Linked DNA regions of Zea mays: region 2 is linked to region 1. The links are chromatin contacts, called in public Hi-C maps. All regions are on one chromosome and are shown on one strand. Each heading gives the region's core, a stretch centred on a gene start, on an enhancer-like site or on the middle of the called end of the contact. The rest is flanking DNA. Distances are from core to core; before and after follow the strand shown.

Region 1 (2,986 bases), core at 40-2,539:
CTTCATTGGAGAGTCGATCATAATGGCATACCTTGGTCGAGGCCTGCACGGTTGAGCAGTAGCAGATATCGTTCCTATCCGGTGTTGGGGCAAGCTCCTTCACATTCGGCCTTCCTCTCCAGCGGCACACTGCATTCTTCTCCAGCGGCACACTGACGTGGGAATGAAGGTGGCGAGGCGGGGAATCTAAGGGGGCAGGGCGGGGGAATGAAGTGGTGCGGGATTGAGCAGGAGATTGAAAAGGGGTTTGAGCAGGGGAACTAATTGATGACGGCTCCGTGGCGTTGGTTGGCGGATAGCTCGGGGCCGTGCTCGACGGGCGTGCGCGTAGGGAGCGACATGACAGTGGGATGTGCGAGCGGTAACCGCGCGCGTAGGGAGCGGCACGCGCGCGCAATCGCGGCGGGCGGCCGGGCGGGCGCGACGTGCGCGTGACCCGCGCGCGTTGGGCGGGGAATCGTGGCTGGGTGGGGGCGGGCGGGCGCGCGCGGGATCCTCGGCGGCGTTTGGTTGCCGGGCGGCGGGGAATTGCGGCTGGCGCCCGCGAATCGCGGCGTTGGGCGCGAAATCCCGGCTGGCTGGGGGCGGGCGGGCGACGGGATGCTCGGCTGGGAATCGTGGCTGAGTGGGGGTGGGCGGGCGGGCGTCGGGATCCTCGGCGGCGGTTGTTTGCCGGGCGGCGGGATCCTCGGCGGGGTAGTTAGGCGTGCGCGCGGGGTCCGCGGGAGTCAGGGGAGAGCGGGGGCAGTCTACAGATGAGTCTTAATAGTTGTAGAGATTCATGGTGCACCAATATACCATTGGGCTCTGGAAATGTCACGCTTTCAAGAACTTAGAGCTTATGTACATCTAGAGTTCCAAATACATTTAAATGATTAATCTAAGTCAAACAATGTACACCATAGGACTAATCATAAAAGACCTCCATACCTCCAAAGCAAACCTACCATTTCCTGTGAGTATAAGTTTAGCTTAAAAAAGAAAAAGCATGGAATCTTTGACTGTCTACAGTACAGTGTTTTTAGAATGTCTGATTAGTTACGATTAATTGGCTGATCGTAACTCCAGTGCCGATCAAGGGTAACGACGCGATCAGGGCCTGCTCGTCCGATTAATTTAGGAACGATCAGCCTGGCTGGCTGGATTGAAATGTCGGCCCAATGGTCCACTTCACTTGCCCAGCGGCCCAGTCCAGCTTCTTTTTTCCCAATTCCCACCACGTGAGCATAAGCTGCACAACCAAACCAAGTGCCAACAGAGCAACGCCCAGGAACACACGACACGAATCAGGCAACCAGCTGCCGAGGGAGGAACCCTAGCGGAACAGGTGACGGCGGCGCGCTACCGGTGACGGGGGATACGGCGGCATCGTCCTCCTCGGCCCCTCCTCCATCCCCGGCGTGGCGGCGCCAGCAGCCGGCCTGCAGGTACGGTCTCCAGTCTCCAGATTCAGATCTTGTCCCTGTTTTCTGGTGTGCTCTGTTGTACTGTAGCCTGTAGGTATGGGCGTATGGCTGTTGGCCTGTTGCTGCCCATGTCCATGTTTGTTGGTTTTCAGTTTTACTTGGATGCTGAAAGCCTGAAACCTTCCAGTGATTATTTGCTTCATGTTGTAGTATGGCTGTTGGCCTGTTGCTGCCCATGTCCATGGGCGTATCACGTATGGCTGTTTTCCTTGTTGAAAGCCTGAACCTGAAGCCATGTCCATGGGCGTGTAGTTATATATATGAAGGTTGATCGGTTCCTATAGCCCTGGACGATCAGGATGTCTGATTGACCGATCAGAGCCCGGTTAATCGGGCTGGTCGTCGACTAATCGTGATTTGTCGGCTGATCGCCCCTCTGGCGATCAGCCGATCTGAAAACATTTCTCCAGTAGAGTGTGTAAAATAGGGGACGCGGAACTGTAGTCTGTAGATGACGTTGTTTAACACTGTTTGCAGAGAGAAGTTTGAAATAGGGGATGAGATAGGAAATATGCTTGAGATAGCCTTACACCAGGTGGTATCGGTTGGGAGAATGACTTATTGCTCCTAGCAGACTCTCATGCTTGTGTTCCAACTGTACACCATTACAAGAAAGAAAAATGCAGATTATGGAGGAACTCTAATCTGTTTACAGTTCCGAAAGCTCCAATATGTGTGCGTGTGTGACATTGTAACCGAAATTTCTCATGTACTTCCTTTGCGTCCACAAATTCGTACATGAAGGGTTGGCAGTTGGCACATGCTGATATCTCACGTAGTGTTCATAGATTCTTACAGTAATACATATCTCATGTAGTCAGGTAACTAAAGTAGGTCTTTTAAATAAAATTTGCTGGGACTAAAGTTTAGTCCTCATTTTAGGATGGTGAATCAAATACAAACAAGTGTTCACACATTACAGTAAGCCCACATATCATAATCTTATGGTGACAATCACAACGTAACCTGAGTCTTTCTTGGCTTTCTTGTGCTCATTGTACTTTTCTTGCTTCTTGTTCCATAGCAAGCTATCAAATGACACCATAGGAATTATTGCATTCTTAGCTTTTGCCTTTGATATTGAACTTCATGGGAGAGGGCGGTCAACGAGGCTAGACATGGCGCAGCCCCAAGGCTGTCGTTCTGGCTTTAATCTTTACTAGAAAAAGGAAGCGCCCTATCGGGCGCTAAACACTTTATGCAGTAGGAGAATAAATTAAACCATACGTTACACCTTATAGGACACATTTTAATGCGGCCGCAAAATTAGGCAAAGAAAGCCACAATGATTGTGGACCAACAAGCTTTAACAAGTAAAAATGATGTACATTGTCTCGACTACTAAACGAATTCAGCAATGACATATCTAGCTAAGCCACCATAAGCTAAGTAAAAGCTCATATTCTTGTGGCTAATAAGAGATGCATGCTCAAGAAACAAAGTATATATTGTCCTAATTCAAGTAGCAGTTTGCGCCTTCTAAATGTAAAATGGAACATTATGCAATAAAACATACCTTC
Region 2 (2,970 bases), core at 221-2,720, 150 kb before region 1:
GGAAAAGTGGCTTCATGGATTGAGGCACCAGCTTTGGCGCTGTCTAATTGGAGCCAGATGGAAGACTTGGGACAATGGTTCATTGAGATGGGGAACTGTGGAACAGAAGACAGGGTGTGCGATCTATGATCACGCTAACCATTTGGGAAATGTAGAAAGAGAGAAATAACTGCGTATTCAATAAAGTTAGCAAGACACCTCTAAGTGTTCAGTGCAAATTGCAATACAAGATGAGGCAAGTATGTGAATACATGCGGTGGAACAGGGGCCTAGAGCTGATTCTACCGATACAAGCACAACACCTAATAGCATTATTTATGCTAACATTCCAACGAGAATAAACAAAACACCACACCAAATTGCATTGAGCACACAGTAGCACATAATCAATTGGCAAAAAAAGAAGTACCTTCTCAAACATCCTCCGTACCGGTTCAATAATGCTGCGCGGCTCGACAGTCCCACACGTGACACTCGGAAGCAGAGGAGTGAACGCGAAGTAGTTCCGGGGCGATATGACCTTCACTTCATACCTGGAGCAGTCGAGGTTCTTGAGGAACGACGTCCCAGCCCAGCCAGTCCCAAGAACCACCACCTTCTTCCTGGGAGCATCCTGAGATGGGTCCGGCGCGCTCTCTGCAGCGGAATCCGCGTACGCCACAAGGCCTCCGCCACTGCAGAGCGGTAGCGAATCTTTCAGCTCGCAAATGCAGCCCAAATATGCAAAGTGAAATACTGGAACCAAACCGAAGGTATGAATTTTTCCCTATCCAAACACAGTAGATGGATCCCAAGAAACATGATCCTATGGCCTTCACAGTTGACGACGATGGTCGAACAGGAGAGCAAATCAAAGGGACGGGAAGAAACAGATGGGTGAACAGAAAAAGGAGCAGTAAATCACGCGACAACCGCCCTCCTCCAAAAAGAGAGAGAGAGAGCAAAATCGGGGGGTTTCTGGTGGAAAGCGACGGAGGAAGCACTCGCACCTGGCCGCTGTGAGCAGAAGCGCGGCGGTGGAGAAGCCGGGGCGCGCGATCCCGTCCAGCAGTCGAGCACCGGCTCGGGAGGTGAAGAAGGAGAACCCCATCCTCCTTTGCTCGCTTTCAGAAGACCACACTCACTGATCAGGTTCCGAGTCAGAACCCCAATCCCGAACGATGAACGATCCGCGCTAATAATACCGGCGAGAAAAGCGATGGAAAAGGCCAGCCTAGAACACGGCCTACTACCTGCTCCCTTGGTCGCCGCTCATTGGCTAGCCGCTGCGGATGTGTCGCGTGTCCATCCGCAGCAGCAGCTGCCTCTGACCTGTCCCAGACTCCCAGGTACTCCTACCAGAAAAAAATAAAAATAAAAGGAAAATTACCCCAGATTTGAGGCAATGCAGGAATAAAAAAGTTCCAGATCTCATCCACGTCCAAGACTTCGTATTATACACCGGTCGGCAATTTCCCATCTCCCTCTGATGAGTCATGGCCATTCTGCATTTCTTTACATGACCTAATTGACTTCCACCTGACCAGCATGTGACACGTCCACATGGCCTATCGCTATCGCTTCTTTCCCCCTTTTTCTTGTTTAGATATACCATGCGATGCGACATGCCGTATGCTTCAGTCGTTCAGCCTCCATGCCCCCCACGCTGCCTTTTTTGCTATTGAGACGATCTTGAATTTTACTTTCTGCAGCTTGATCTAGTTCTGAATATGACTTGAATTCTACTGCGTTAGATATAGGTCCATTATAATCTTGATGCCAAAAAACAAGTTAGCTCCTAGATGCAGTGACGAGGGATAGAAAATAATGACAAAGTAAGGGGCTTTATTATTATTATAACACTATATAGCATGTAGTGATTAAACTGTCAGACATTCGACTTCCTGCAGCATAAGAAGAGTTTCTTACTGAGGGCCCACTTGCAGCAATTTTACAAGAATTTCTTAACCATTTGGTAGTACGAACTGTGATCAACAACGATAATAACTTTATCATTCACTCAGTCAGTGAAATAAATGCCGCGACCATCACCTTCCCCGCACGGATGACTCTCACCTTCCCGCCCTTTCTCGTCCGGACGGCGCGCCTGGCGACTAGGGTCGGGGCGCCGCTCGCCGCCTTGGCCCGCGCCGTCGCGGAGGCACTGCCCCTGCCAGTCCGAGGTCCGAGCCCCGTCTCGCTGATCTCCAGGCCGCCCGAGTCGACGCCTGCTTCCTCGGTCCTCGCGTCTTCTCCAACCTGCCGCCGGACCCCGCCCTGCGCTCGTGGGCCGATACATATCAAGCCCACCATATATATTGGCCCATCCGTGATACGGGCCAGGGCCCCTTTTAAACAGCTCTACCGTATATGGTCTACCGACTACCGGCAGAGCTACAGAACTGCTACCTCGCAGGCGCACTTGCCGCCGCCTTAGAGCACCTAGAGGGGATCAACACTAAATGACACAAACTTGGTTTATAAAATGTTAGTGGAATCAAAACCAAGGTGCTATGTCTAGAGAGAAAGAGATGACTTGTTCACTTAATTGCTCTTCACAAGGTGAGTATTAAACTTAGAACAATTATCAAGTGAGTAGAAGCAGAGAGAATTGCACACGAATAACAACAAATGACACAACGATTTTATCCCGTGGTTCGGCCAAGTAGAACACTTGCCTTCTTCCACGTTGTGGCGTTCCAATGGACGAGGGTTGCACTCAACCCCTTTCAAGCGATCCAATGATCCACTTGAATACCACGGTTTTCTTCCTTATAGCAGATGTTCCTTTTGTGAGGAATCTCCACAAGTTGGAGCCTCTCACCCTTACAATATTGATCACAATGAAAACCACAAGAGTAAGAGAGGGAATAGAAACACACGCAAGAGCTAGAGTCACAGCAGTGACACGCACACAAGTCAAGAAACGAGCACACAAACACAGCGCACCAAGTTCACAACTCAACAAGTGCTCAAATCTCAAACACAATG

Evidence for each region. A called contact is a pair of places that touch in the nucleus more often than the background predicts.
Region 2: a contact with region 1 is called in a Hi-C map of ear, with 4 times the contacts expected there. The contact joins the promoter of LOC103629626 here to the promoter of LOC100273858 in region 1. A contact is called at or near these places in 15 of 25 Hi-C or Micro-C datasets (bundle sheath, ear, endosperm and 5 more) and 2 of 3 datasets of contacts at active chromatin or transcription factors (leaf and seedling).

The regions. Positions count from the first base shown.
Region 1 is chr6:98,963,123-98,966,108 of Zm-B73-REFERENCE-NAM-5.0, reverse strand. LOC100273858 reads left to right here and starts at 1,289. Exons shown (of 4, transcript NM_001148255.1): 1 at 1,289-1,427.
Region 2 is chr6:99,113,009-99,115,978 of Zm-B73-REFERENCE-NAM-5.0, reverse strand. It overlaps LOC103629626 (external alternative NAD(P)H-ubiquinone oxidoreductase B1, mitochondrial), which reads right to left and starts at 1,470. Exons shown (of 9, transcript XR_004850222.1): 1 at 990-1,470; 2 at 410-674.